Regions from separate parts of the Callithrix jacchus genome. Here region 1 is linked to region 2. A link is a contact called in public Hi-C data. All regions are on one chromosome and are shown on one strand. The core of a region is the stretch at or near the end of the contact, and the rest is flanking DNA. Distances in the headings are between cores, read along the strand shown. Region 1 holds the start of CCDC28A (coiled-coil domain containing 28A). Region 2 overlaps NHSL1 (NHS like 1).

Evidence for each region. Hi-C and Micro-C count contacts between places; a contact is called where the count stands out from the background.
Region 1: a contact with region 2 is called in a Hi-C map of skeletal muscle, with 6 times the contacts expected there. The contact joins the promoter of CCDC28A here to the enhancer-like site in region 2. A contact is called at or near these places in 3 of 3 Hi-C or Micro-C datasets (induced pluripotent stem cells and skeletal muscle).

What each region holds. Positions count from the first base shown.
Region 1 is chr4:145,551,110-145,557,489 of calJac240_pri, forward strand. It overlaps CCDC28A (coiled-coil domain containing 28A), which reads left to right and starts at 3,747. Exons shown (of 6, transcript XM_002806733.6): 1 at 3,747-3,880; 2 at 6,076-6,275. The coding sequence starts at 6,118. It overlaps LOC108591313 (a long non-coding RNA gene), which reads right to left and starts at 3,711. Exons shown (of 3, transcript XR_013534580.1): 1 at 3,475-3,711.
Region 2 is chr4:145,199,798-145,206,574 of calJac240_pri, forward strand. NHSL1 (NHS like 1) reads right to left here. Exons shown (of 8, transcript XM_008995154.5): 6 at 2,655-5,924; 7 at 1,992-2,124. Among named protein-coding and RNA genes, the nearest start is that of HEBP2, 28 kb to the left of the region's middle. Within about 2 kb of position 3,729, at least 3 of the 16 cell types and tissues checked have an H3K27ac peak or open chromatin away from gene starts, as enhancers often do. A contact at or near this core is called in skeletal muscle, where this site is marked.

The DNA.
Region 1 (6,380 bases), core at 2,497-4,996, 350 kb after region 2:
AACCCAGGAGGCAGAGGTTGCAATGAACCGACATCATACCACTGCACACTCCAGCTATAGTGACAGAGCGAGACTTTGTGTCAAAAAAAAAAAAGTTATGACACTTTTGATTCCAATGGAAATTTGAATATATACTGCATATTTAATAACATTAATCAACTGTTACTGGTTAGGAATAATAAAGGCATTGTGGTGAAATCTTTAAAAGTTTTAATCTTTTAGCAATCTATATTAAAATAGCAGGGATTAAATTATATCTGAGATTACTTCAAAATAATACTAGAGAGGAAAAAATATCAGGAGAGGGGCATTTTTTTTTTACAGGTTTCATGTGAATACATATTTATCAGATAAACATTACAGGTCATCACATTATCTAACTACACACAGCTTTGCAAGACTAGGAATCACAGTTTTTTGACCAAAGCACACAAATGCATTGTATATACAATGTACAAGGACAATGACAGTGTCTGCATGATTTACTTCTAGCTGCACTTGTGGGTGTGTTTACGTGTGTCCATGTGAATCACCTGAGATTATATCAGAAATTGGTAAGTATACATTGTTATAATTTTCTTCTAAAATCCCTGTGTCTTTTCTTATCTTCATAGCACCCTAAGAAATAACAGAACAAAAATTCCATTTCACAAAGGGTCACAGTCAGCATCCCTGATATCAAGGATAAGTGACATCATTGGCCAGGGGTTAATGGCTGGATGATAGGTTCATTATATTCTTCTGTCTTCCTCAGTATATATGTTTGAAATTTGCCATAAGAAAAAAATATATTGTTTTAAAATAAAGATTTCTGGGCCCCCAGCAGATTTTTCTCTCAATGGCTCTCTACTGTCATTACTAGGAAATTCTCCAATAGTACTCCTCCTTACCTACCTATACTATAGGATATATTAGTACTGGGAGGCAGGGGAAGGGGCTTTTTAATCAAAGCTCCCATTCTAAATATCATCCTTAGGAAGAAAGTATCTGATTGGAGTAATTTATACAAGGTATGCATTTAACAGTTAATCTAAAGGACGAATGTTTGCAGTTTAAAGGAATTAAAGGAAATCTAGAAAATCTGAAAGATCACTTCTTTCAGGGAGGAACTCTAGATTTTAGATTGAAGAAATCACACTTGAAATTTACCTCTACAACAACTCTAACTCACGTCACCCTGTGCCTAGTTCAGTACAATCCCACCACACTAACCTTCTGCTTCCTCAAGCATGCTAAAGTTCATTTTGCCTGACAGCTTGCATTTGTACCATATGTTTTATTCAAGGATGCTTTTCTCTTTTTTTCTTTTCTTTTCTTCTTGTGATAAGGTCTCATTTTGTAACTCAGACTGGAGCACAGTGACATGATCATAGCTCACTGGGCTCACTGAGCTTTGATCTCCTGGGTTCAGGCAGTCCTCCCACCTGAGCCTCCCAAGTAGCTGAGACTACAGGCCTGCATCACTAAGCCCAGCTAATTTTTCTATTTTTTGTAAAGACAAGGTTTTGCCATGTTGCCTAGTCTGGTCTCAACTCCTGGGTTTAAGCTATTTGTCTGCCTCAGCCTCCCAAAGTGCTGGATTACAGGCATAAGCCACTGTGCCTGGCACGCAAGGATGCTTTTCCTTCAGATCATTCCATTGCTGGCTCATACACTTCATTCTTATCTCTACCTCAAAGCTGCACTTTTGGGAAGGCCTTCCCTCATACTTCTTCAATACAAACTCCTTTTGACCTTAAGCTGTTACTTCAGGACTCTTATCTCACTACATTATTTTATTTGTTTACTACTTTATTGTCAGTCTCTTATATCAGAAATATAAGATCTCTGACTATGAAGTTCTTGTACCTTTTGTTGATAGATGCATCCTAACTTCCTATCACAGGGTCTAGCTAATATAGGTTAAAAAAATAGGTATTCAAAACCTGAATACCTATTTCTGAATATCTGAAATATGTACATTTAGAAGGGTACTTTCCTGTGTCCCTACATCATTTGCAGATTGTAAACACAAATGCTACAGGGCTCAGATGGGTACTAAAGGCAAAGAAAAATTATAGCACTTGAACTGATCTAAAGGAGGCAGATGCTTTTCAGCTTGAACCATTGTTGCCAGGCTACAATGCAGATATAATGTGGTCAGATCTTCCCATTAACTCATGAGATGCCACAGATCCATTTTTTTATTCTTTCAATTTTAACTGTTAGCAACCAATTGGAAAAAAAGTAGCATGTGAATCACCAGTTGCAAGCTCTGTTCATACAAGTAAGACAATTCGAGATTAATTAAAAGGAGAAACTGGGAAAAGACACCGAGAAGACTTTACAGTAGTATGCTTAGTGGGGAAAAATGGGAAACAACCTAACATCCATCTCTATGGGTATTCCCAAATAATTTGTGGCAAACTTATTTGATTAAGTCTAGCTATATTTATCAATATGGCTAGATCTCAAAAACAGAGTTGGGTAAAAAAAAATCAAATTGCAGATCAATACACAAAATATAATAGCATTCGTGTAAAACTTCGAATGCCCAAAACCATTCTACATATCATTTATAAGACATAATAATAGTTTAAGTATAGAAACCTAGATTGGCAAGATACGTATCAAATTCATGATCCTGGTTGCCTCTCAGGGTGGTAGAGTGGAACTGAGAATATGGGACACCTGCCTTATCTGTAATGCTCTATTTCTTTCATTCATAAATCTGTTCGTTCTGGATAGTGGGTAAGTGTTCACTCTGTGCTTTTCTTTTTAAAACATTTCAGATTAAAAAAAAAATTCGCGGGTGGTAGAAGAACACCCTATCCTAGAAGCCAGGAGACTGGAGTTGTCTTTGCTCTGCCTTTTCTAGCATGGATACAATCTCAAGATACAGTTTCCCATTAGCTAATGCGGGGGGAATATGTGGTGTTCCTTCAGTCTCTTCAATCCAAGGCCCTGTAAATCTAAAACCTTCCCACCTCCCACTCCCACACCGGGACGGCAACCCAGACCAGGCAATGAAACGTGGATTTCTTCCCTCCTTTAAGATAGAGCTCTTTCTCTCAGCCTGCAATTCCTTTTCCAGAGGCTGTAAGCATAATGGAAGTAGAACTGTCTTTGGCGACAGAGAAGACACCTGCATCAATGAGACTTTCTCAGCCTCAAATTCCCCATTTCTAAAACGGGGATTATAACACCTACCTATAAAATTCTAGAGAGGTTTAGATATAACGTTAAGTCTAGGGCCCGACCAGAGCAGCTATTAATAGTGATAGCAGACTCTCATTTAGGGGCTCAGCATCACGGTCGCTGAACAGAATCACACTTTTCCCACTGCCTTGGAGCCTAAGTTAGTTTAGCCGCGAGAATTCCGGGCAACCAATGGAAAACAATCATGGAACAGTTGAAAGGCGACACTCTGGTTCTGCCTTCCGGTTTGCTCGAACAGCATTCTGGGAATTGTAGTTCATGGGATCTGACACTCACCGAGGGGCGGAGTAGCTTCCGGGAAGGGTACTGCATTTCCCGTTTCTACCTCCACTGCACCCGTTTATTGCGTCTTGCTTCTGGGTCACAGAGACTAGAAGGACACTCCCAACCATGAGTCTTCCTTTCTATGCGCGCCGGAGTTACAGCTGAAGGCAGGACAGGAGAAGCAATGAAATGCCAAGGGCGGAGACACAAGCGACGATGGGGGAGTAGGAAAAGGCGGGGCTTCCGCCTGGGGCATGGAGGCTCCTCCTTCTCACGTCACTTCCGTAAACAAAGGGAGCTGCGGAGGCGCGGGTACCGGGATGTGATCGGGACCCTACCTGGGGCTGCTGCGGTGGCGTCTGAAGCTGTCGGGTCTTTGCGGGTTGCGGAAGGGGGCCCCAATCCCCTTCTTCTTCAGGTATGTAGTGGAAGCAAAGAAACTTACGCAACTTGCCCCTTTAGGCCTTTCCCACCGCTGTGGTCACTGCCGGGTACCCGGCGGTGAAGAGTCATCGCTTCGGCAGATTGGGGAAGGGGAATGAAGTGATGTCAAGGGGGATTCCCAGTGGTCCTGCTTGGAGGCAAGATCTGGCACTTAAAACCAACGTGTGAATAAGTAACTGTGAGCAGTTTACTTAAGCCTTCTTTAAAAAATTCTTTGCTGTTTAATATACAAGAAGGGTTTCGGTGCTCTTGTGACAGATGTGACTTTCCAAAAACGAGTAAATCGGGAGTGCTGGCTCCCCAGAACATTGTGGTTTAGAGCAACATTAGTTTGCTTTACTTCCTAGATTTTTTTTCTTCTACCACCAAGTGTGTATTAACATCGTTAAATTTCAGGCCAGCGTGTTTATGCGTATCTTAAGTTTTTACAGATCCTTGACTCTTCAGAGAACTAATAACCCATCGTCTCTATTCAGTCATCTTTCAAAGTTCTATTTAATTTGTGCTTCATGTTGGGACAACCCCAGAATTACTGTTCTGCTTCCAAAAGTGTGTGGGTTTTTTTTTTCTTTTTAATTTTGTTATGTTTTGTTTTTTTCCTGAGACGGAGTCTCGCTCTGTCGCCAGGCTGGAGTGCAGTGGCGTGATCTCGGCTCACTGCAATCTCCGCCTCCCTGGTTCAAGCGATTCCCCAGCCTCAGTCTTCTAAATAGCTAGGACTACAGGCATGCACCACCAAACCTGGCTAATTTTTTGTATTTTAGTAGAGACGGGGTTTCACCATGTTGGCCAGGATGGTCTCGATATCCTGACCTCATGATCCGCCCGCCTCAGTCCCCCAAAGTGCTGGAATTACAGGCGTGAGCCACCGCTCCCGACCCAAAAATGCTCCTTAAAAGAAAAATTGTTAACCAAGGTTTAAGTGGATTTACAATTGGTATCTGGGATTAGAGACTGGGCATTGGAGCCTTTCCCAGAAAGCTCTTCTTTGGGGGTATTGTAGCTGCAGTTGTGATTGTCTAGCGTCAGCCAATTTAAGGTCAGTGGTTTCAATTCCAGTGCCAGTGGCGCTAAGTCCAGGCAAAAGCAAAAAAAAAAAAACTATTTTCATTAAATTTCTCAAATAATTATTGTAAGCGACAGCAATGTGTTTGAATCTTTTTGAATGGTCATGGCATGCTTAAATGAAACACAACATGCAAAATACAGCCAATGTTTCTTTAGACAATTTACAGTCTGATGAGGTAGATAGCCATATAAATTCTTCATCTTATGTTACATGAAATAATGAAGAAAAATTTAACATTATGCACAAATAAAATCTGGAAGGGTATTTAAAAATAGATGGATGTTAGAAAAATAGAGCTGATTAATACATAAAGTAAGGGGACTATATAAGGATAAACAGGAGGCCTTACACATATTCCCCATGAAAGGGCCCTGCATAACTTCACATTGTTAACTTTTTTAATATGGACAAAACCAAATATATATCATAAAATTCATGTTTGTTTGGAAATGGTTAGAGAAGGCATATTCAAAATAGGCAAGGAACAAGTTTGATTTTCTAGAACTTCACTTGATTACCCAACTAGAATCAGTATTAGCGCTAGCTAGAAACTGAGTTTCTGTTTAGTAGTTGAACTAAGGCTTCTAGTTGCTTTTTAAAATGCTAGCAAAATCCCCCTGACAATTTTACGTCTGTTTGAATCTAGTTGGTTCTTCTTGAGCATACATTTTGGGAGAGAGACCTAAAGGCTATCTGAAGCTTGAATCAGGCTGGGAATATTATGTGAATCATTTGTTTATTGTTTATATATTGTTCCCCTTGTAAAATGTAAGCTTCTTGAGGGCAAGGACTTTGTTTTGTTCAGTGCCCTCTCCCCAGTACCCACAATAGGTCTGGCTTGTGGAAGAGAATTAGTAAGTATTTGTAAGATGAGGGAATAAAGAAATGGCAAAAGCAAACAAACAAAAAACTTGTCTACCAGACAATTTTGCTGGCAGCTTATGGGTACATAGTAGAGTAAACTTAAGAGACCCATTTTCTAACATCTTGTGCCCTCTGGAATTCTTGATCCTCTTTTGACCTGTGAAATGGGTCTTTGAGTTTCTTACATGTTTGTATAGTATAGTATACATATATAATCGTTGTATTTCCTTACTTAGGTCTTAAGAAGCTGGCCGTGGTGCAATAAGGAACTTAAAACAATGGAAGAGCGGAAAGTGAAGAGGAGGAGTCCTAAGTCTTTTAGTGCCCACTGTACTCAGGTTGTCAATGCCAAAAAAAATGCCATTCCAGTGAGTAAAAGCACAGGGTTTTCCAATCCTGCATCGCAGGCAGCTTCACAGCGGCCAAAATTAAAAAGGTGAATTCTCTTCTTTTTACATGTTCACAGTAAAATGTCGCTGAAGTAAATCCTGACTCAACTACTCCTTCAAACATTTTTTTGGTCTTGGCTTGACTTTTAAAA
Region 2 (6,777 bases), core at 2,479-4,978:
GCATTATAAAATCTGGAAGCTGTGTTTCAACTTAGATATTCTTTATTTTAAATTATGAGCTTATGTGCTGAAGGACATAAAAATAAAGCCCTAAAAAACACAGACAGTAGATAGGTTTTTACTATGTCTGCTAATTTATTCTCTACACTACAACAGAAATTAGCATGTGTCCTCGCGCTCTCTCTGCAGTCAGTTCCTAAGGCCTAGTTGGCTTTTACTTCTCTCATGCGCACACTGAATACTACAAACTGACCAATTTCTACATCTGCAGTCGATGTAATGCCCTAGTAATAAAAACCACACATTTTTCAGTGCCTTAAGAAGGTTGCCAAAATATAGAAGAAACCTTTGGCATATTTTTGGGAAAAAATATGCAGTAATTCGGACCCACAACAGTTGGGTTTCCTCACTAGAACCAAGTATTTAGTACATAGAACAACCAGGCAATGCAAATCTTCTCTGTAGATGGCTACTATAAATAGCTAAATGTGCCTGTATATTTAGCAATTCAGTGCATTCCATACTAAATGAAATACTTTGAATCTTGGAAGAATCTTCTAATGGTTAAATACCAGTTGGTTTTATTTAATTCAGGAAATATTTATTGAGTGCTTATTATGTGTCCAGCATGGTTAAGAGTCAGAAACATCTGTGGGAACTTCTAGAATTGCCACTAAAGTTTCAAAGGATGGATCACTGATCATTTCTCTGTTTTGAGAAATAATTGGATAACTACTGTTTTACTTCTAATGAGATTAACAAAACCAGCCCATGTTAACGGAGGTAGTCTTTAGGATCTATTATACCAATACTAGAGGAGCGATGTAAAGAGCATAATTATTCACAAGCACATTAATTCACCAGCTTCATTATCCCCACACCAAGTTAGATGCTTATGTGTCGCATGGAGAGTTTCCGGTAGGTACAGCACTATGTTTTTCATCTTATGCATTAGTCTTTTCAGTGAGATTCCAAGAATAAAGAGTGCTCATAGAAGATCATTCACACACAGAATCAAATGATTCCTATAGAATCAATCATTTGATTCCTATAGAATCATTTGATTCTTTGTTTCAGGAGGTTAAAAAAAAAAGGATCTTCATTCAAAGCAAAATAAGGCCTTGGCAACATAAGGACATTCATTAGAGTTACCTGGAAACACCGTGGTAAAGAGGTCTAGAAGGAAGCCAAAGGCTTAGTAGCATTATGGCTTCAAGTACTTGCACATAAACCGTCATCAGTTCTCACAGTGGCACTGTTGTGGGAGTGCTCAGCTGTTTACAATCAGAAAAGTGTCGCGATAAATAAAACTTTAGTGCTAAATCATATTCACTCTTAAAGATGAACATACATAAAAACTGTAACCACTCAGGCCATTATTTTGAAAATTTTATCCTTTTTTGTTTTTAAACCCAAAGATTTCTGCTGCCAGTAGATGGCACTCGTGGTATACAGCAACAAGCACACATCACTCTTGTTCCTGCTCAAAGAGACGCACTCTTTTATAGAAACATTTAAGCAGCCAAAGAAACGGCACTGTATAATCGTGGTTTTTCTGTAAAATGGAAAAAACAATACTAAACTAAAACCTCCTGAGGAGGAGAGTCCCGTGGAGCTGTCTGTGCATTCTGAATCCACAGAACGCAGCATTCCTCACCCCACCGCACTGTCAGTGCTTTAACCCCACTCTTGCTAATACTCTGTCTTATGACTGCCACGCTGCACTCCTTGCCAGGAAGAGCAGCGCCTACCAGAAGGTATCACATTGAGCCTCTGTCCCCAATGTCATAAAAATCAGTGAGACAAAGTGAAACAGAAATTGGACTCAGAGGAAATAAAACTATAGGAACCCACTAAAAAATCAACAGTAAAGTTAAGGAGTCATGATTGGGTGACAGAAGAAACTGTAAGGAAGAAAAATAAATCGAGGGGCCACTTGGAAAGAAGGAATTATAAAGTAGATTAAAGTCAGAGGAGGGAGTGTGAACTACCTGTGAATAGCTGCAAAAAGGTCTTCTGTGGTCCTGGGCCGACTGGGGGTCATCACCTCATCACTCCCGTCGTCCTTGAGGAAGTCACAGGCCTCCGAGGATGAACAGGCTGCACTGGCCTCCGGTACCCCAGCTATGGAAAAGCAGGCAGGCACGCAAGACGCTCAAGTGACTACAATTTCAGTCCGCAGCCAAGCTTCTAAATATGCTGCTTCCCTGCCATTCCTGACAATGTGAGAACCACAGGGAGATGCCGTGGGTCTGTAGTTTGATAGTTTACAAAGACGGGGAAAAATGACACTAGCCTGAGAGCCAGAGCTCATTCTTTGTTAAAGTATAGAACGCCTAGGGCATCTCTCTTAAATTTTGTTGCAACGGTTCTTGGGAGGTGTTACCCACTGCTATTTAATACCCAGCCTGCTGCAGATTATCTCCATGCCCCTATTTTCTGCCATTCCTTTAGGTCTAGATATTAAAAATAATAACAAAATGCAAAGCTGGTAACTTAACCTGTTTTAGCACAGGAAGCCCACATACTGCTAGTTTTCACATGACTTTGATCTACCTGGGTTCTTTCTACATGTGAGCATTCAACAACTCTATCTGGTTCAGCTGCATATGGGCAGAGGGCACAGGAGAGAGAAGCCAGGAAGCCAGACTCACCTGCTCCGTCCTGTTGAGACAGGCAGCTCTCCCCATCGCCCCCAGCATCTGCACTGTTCTCGGCTGGCTCTTCCTGCTTGGGAGCCGGTGAGACATTGGGCTGTACCATGGGGACATTGGCTTCCACTCTGTCGGGGGACACGGATCCTGCAGCTCCTCCCTTAAGAACCGAGGTGCCAGGGTGCGTGGCATGAGAGCCAGCTTGGGCTGCAGAACTCTCTTTTGCCTCTTTGCCATACACAGAGTCTTCCTCTCCCCTCGTGGGGCTGGGCGCGGCTCGGAGGGCTTCGCTCACGTTCTCTGCGGGCTCCACTGCAAAATCTTTCTGCGGAGGTGGTACCACCAGGAACAGTTTGGGCTTCTTGGAAATGGGGGGTGGCTTCCTGCTGGGTGAAGAGTCTGGGAGTGGGGTGGTGCTGGGGCTGGGCCGAGCCTCTGCCTCCCCAGCGCTCGGAGCTCCAAGGCTGCTGTGCTCGGCCACACTGCCATGGTCACCCTGACTCGAGCTCTTGGCAGGCGTTGGAAGCAAGCTTGTCACAGAGGCAGACTGGCTTTCACTCTCCATTTCATTTGTGCTATTTCGGGATTTCAGGAAAGCAGATGGCTTTAAGTGGTACTGTGGAGCGACCGGAGTTCGTTGTTCCCGAGCTGCTTGTTCAGACAACGGTGCTGCCTCGGCACCCAAGTTCTTTCTCACGGGCCTCAACTGCACCATTTGCAATGCTTCTGTGGTTATCAGGGGCATCGGGGGCCTGCTGGTCTCCTCCTTGGTAGAAGGCGGCCTCAAGAATCCCTGGGAGGACTCTGGCTGGCCAGAATTTGTGAAAGAAGGCCTGGTGTCTTTCATGAATTTGGGGTCAAGAGGTGGGGCGGGTGGGGGCTCTGAGGAAGGTAAGAAAGGTGGGGGTAATGGCAAGGACACAGTTGAATCTGGAAGAAGGGGGCTCAGTGCAGTGGGGGGAGGAGAAAGGCACCAATCAGGTAGGGAGCAGAAAGCAGTGAGAGCTTCTGGCGGCGGAGGGGGGAACACAGGAGAGTGAGGCAGAGGAGGGCCCTGGGAACAGTCTGCAACAGGAGGTGGAGGAGGAAAGAAAGGAGACCTGTCTGCAGGACAAGGGGATGGAGGAGAGGGAACAGGAGGAGGAGGAACCAGGGGAGAGCCCACAGCTGGATCCAGCTTCTTCACAGTGCCACTCCCTTCGTTAGAAGTGTTAGAGGAAAGAGAAGTGGACGACGACGAAGTGGATATTGAAGATATCAGAGAGGACTTCCTTTCTGGTACCTTGGGCTTGGGCTTCCCCTTCCCATTTGCTGGTGACATTGATTTTAAAAACAAAGGCACAGGGGTGAGTGCTGTGGGTGTATTTGACTGGCTGGAATACCCACTGGATGGAGAAATCACTCTGTGTGACTTCTCCGGTGACATGATCTTTGGTTTGACTGAAGCACTGGGCACTTGGGGCATTGTGGCTCTGGACCCTTCTTGGACATGGCGGACTGGCCCGTTCCCAGTGGGCGCCCCGTTGCTGGCTGAACAGCCCCCTGCTGGGTTCCCCGGATCTTCCTGCATGCCCGTGTAGTCAATGTAGTAACCCCAGGGGTCTGTGTACTCTGACTTGACGCTGCTCGTGTCACTCTGCGATGGTGTGACCCCACACAGGGAGTAGACATTGGGGGTGGTGGCAGACGTCATGCTGCTGCCAGCACTGACTGTGCTCTGGCTCCGGGAGCGGGGCAGCCAGGGCTCTTCCAAGTCACTGCAGGGGCTCTGGGATGGCGAGCTGCCACCCTTGCCTGGGAGGCTCAGCTGCAGCGAATGCTGGAGTGTGGCGATCAGGCTCTCGCTAAGCACCTGCCCGTTGGACTGGCTGCTCTTCTTGGGAATCCTGCGGAGGGAGTCTGTCCGGGAAGGTGGCAGGGGAGGCTTCTTTGCTTTTTTCAAAGAGATGCTTCTTGACAGGGATTTATCCTGGTAATTGGATCGGTCCCCCTGGTTTTTCTGAGCTCTTCCATCAAAAACATTGACCACACTGTGCCTGGGGTTCCCAAAGCCATCGCTGCTATTGCACAGATTCCCAGATCCATGTCCAGAGTCAGCATGCAGAGATGTGCAGTAGCCATCGTGGTCCTCAGAATACAGTGACCCAGCATCCTCTTTGTTGGATGTTTGGTCCAAACTGCAGCTGCTCATGTTACTTGTGGGAGTGGAGTAGCCAGGAGTTGCTAAATGTGGCTTCAGGGGTGATGCCCTTCCATTACCTGAGGCTTTGTATTCCCAGGGCTCCAAGCTGCTGTGTCCTCCACCCCCTGAATAACTAGATTCACTCTTGCCATCCACATCTTGGGGGTGGGCTGGGAAGGCCAGGTTGTTTCTACAATTATATGGCATGGCTTGGGACCCATTCTCCCTATTTGCTGGAGCATTTAGAGAGACTGCCGAGTCACAGAGGGACAACAGTGTGGGTGCACCAGAGGACTGAGGGTCTAAGGCCTGTGAAAGCATGGTGGTGTGACCCTCATTCCAGTGGCGACTGGGAGACTGATGATCATCTCTCACAGCATGCCTGGAGATGAGGTGGTCTCTGGATTTTATCTTTGCATGCAATGAGCTGGAACTTCTACTTTCCAGCTGCCCTGCGCTCTGAGCAGTGTGAATAGCGATAACCTCGGAAGAGGAAGACAGTTTGGCATTTGGGATGATGCTGGTGGAGTAGGCCGCATGAGGAGAAACCACACATGCTGGGCTCGTGACATTTTCACTCTCAAAATGCCTTAGCTCCTGGGATTTGGGTCTCATAAGTGTTCCAGTCCTTGAGGCACCTCCTAAATGGCCTGAGTTTTCATCTGCTTGTGGGTGACCTCTCTGGTAGGGGAAAGTACCATCCATGTCTCCTGCGGGGCCCAGGGGACCCAGCCTCGGCTCAAGAGACTGAATGTTCGCCCTTGCTCCAGAACGCGGAAGACTGTGGAAGCCAGCATCACTGTTGAGGCGGGAAGGGAATACAATCCCTGCAGAATCGCTCAGCACAGACATGTTGCCAGAGGAACCTGAGAAGTGGCCCATCTGGGCAGCAATGCCTTGTCCCTTCTGTGCCCTGATTCTCCTCATGGAAGGTGGTACGACCTTCACTTCCTCCGTCTGACAGCTGGAGTCCCTGGTTTCTGAGCGCTGCCCAGCAGACCGATAGCTATCAAACTTTCCCAGCGTCGAGTAGTGATCGGGGGTGTATACCGAGTGGCCACCAACATCATCTTGGCTAATGCCCGATGCTGGAGATAGAGCAAAAAGAGGCTTGTTACCTGAAAATAAAATCCATAGTTCATCACCTGTACCCTCATCCCCTCTGACAAAATATAAAAATTTTTTTTCTATTTAATTTCCTTTCTCCTGTAGGTACCTAAATTTAAAGTTACTGATAGCTCTAAAATAAAAATCCTTGTCATAAATTTCAGGTACTTCTCTTAATTTGTACTTCCAGTCCTCCTGTGGCTTAAGTGCTGCATATGGAATTCTCAGGCAATCCTTGAAGATCAAGGCTGCTGAGGGCTCAGAGGAGGATTTACTTTTAAATAACCACCTTGCCATAAAGTCTTCAAGGTAGCCTTTTGCCCAGTGGGTGACTCTGCACAGAGCGTCTATCAGGCAGTGACGCATCTTTCCCAAAGGCAGATGAATGTGGTAATTGAACAATAGGGCCACAGAGGTACCATGTTTGAGGGGTACTGGTATAAAACAGTGTTAATTACATTAATTCTTTATGTCAGAAGGAAATTCTAAGGCAAAGAAAATTGATTTGCAGGCCCATCTGTGTTCCAAACATTTCATTATCCATCTGAAGCCATTCTCTGTCTGTTGGTGACATTCAAAATTCAAAAGCAATCTGTTGTGTTCTGGTGGGGGAAACCGGCAGGAACTGATCCAGTGAACATTTCCTCAAATTAGGGTGATTTATTCGTTTGAGTTTTACAACCAAACAGAGAATAGTATGTTAAAAAAAAAAAAAAAGACAAAAAGAAAGAAACACAAGAAAGGGCCAACAGAGAGGGACATGGACGAGGTAAACCTTAAGTGTAGATAAAGTGTTAGATTTCAAGCTACCCCAGAAAGAACAGAGCTTACAAG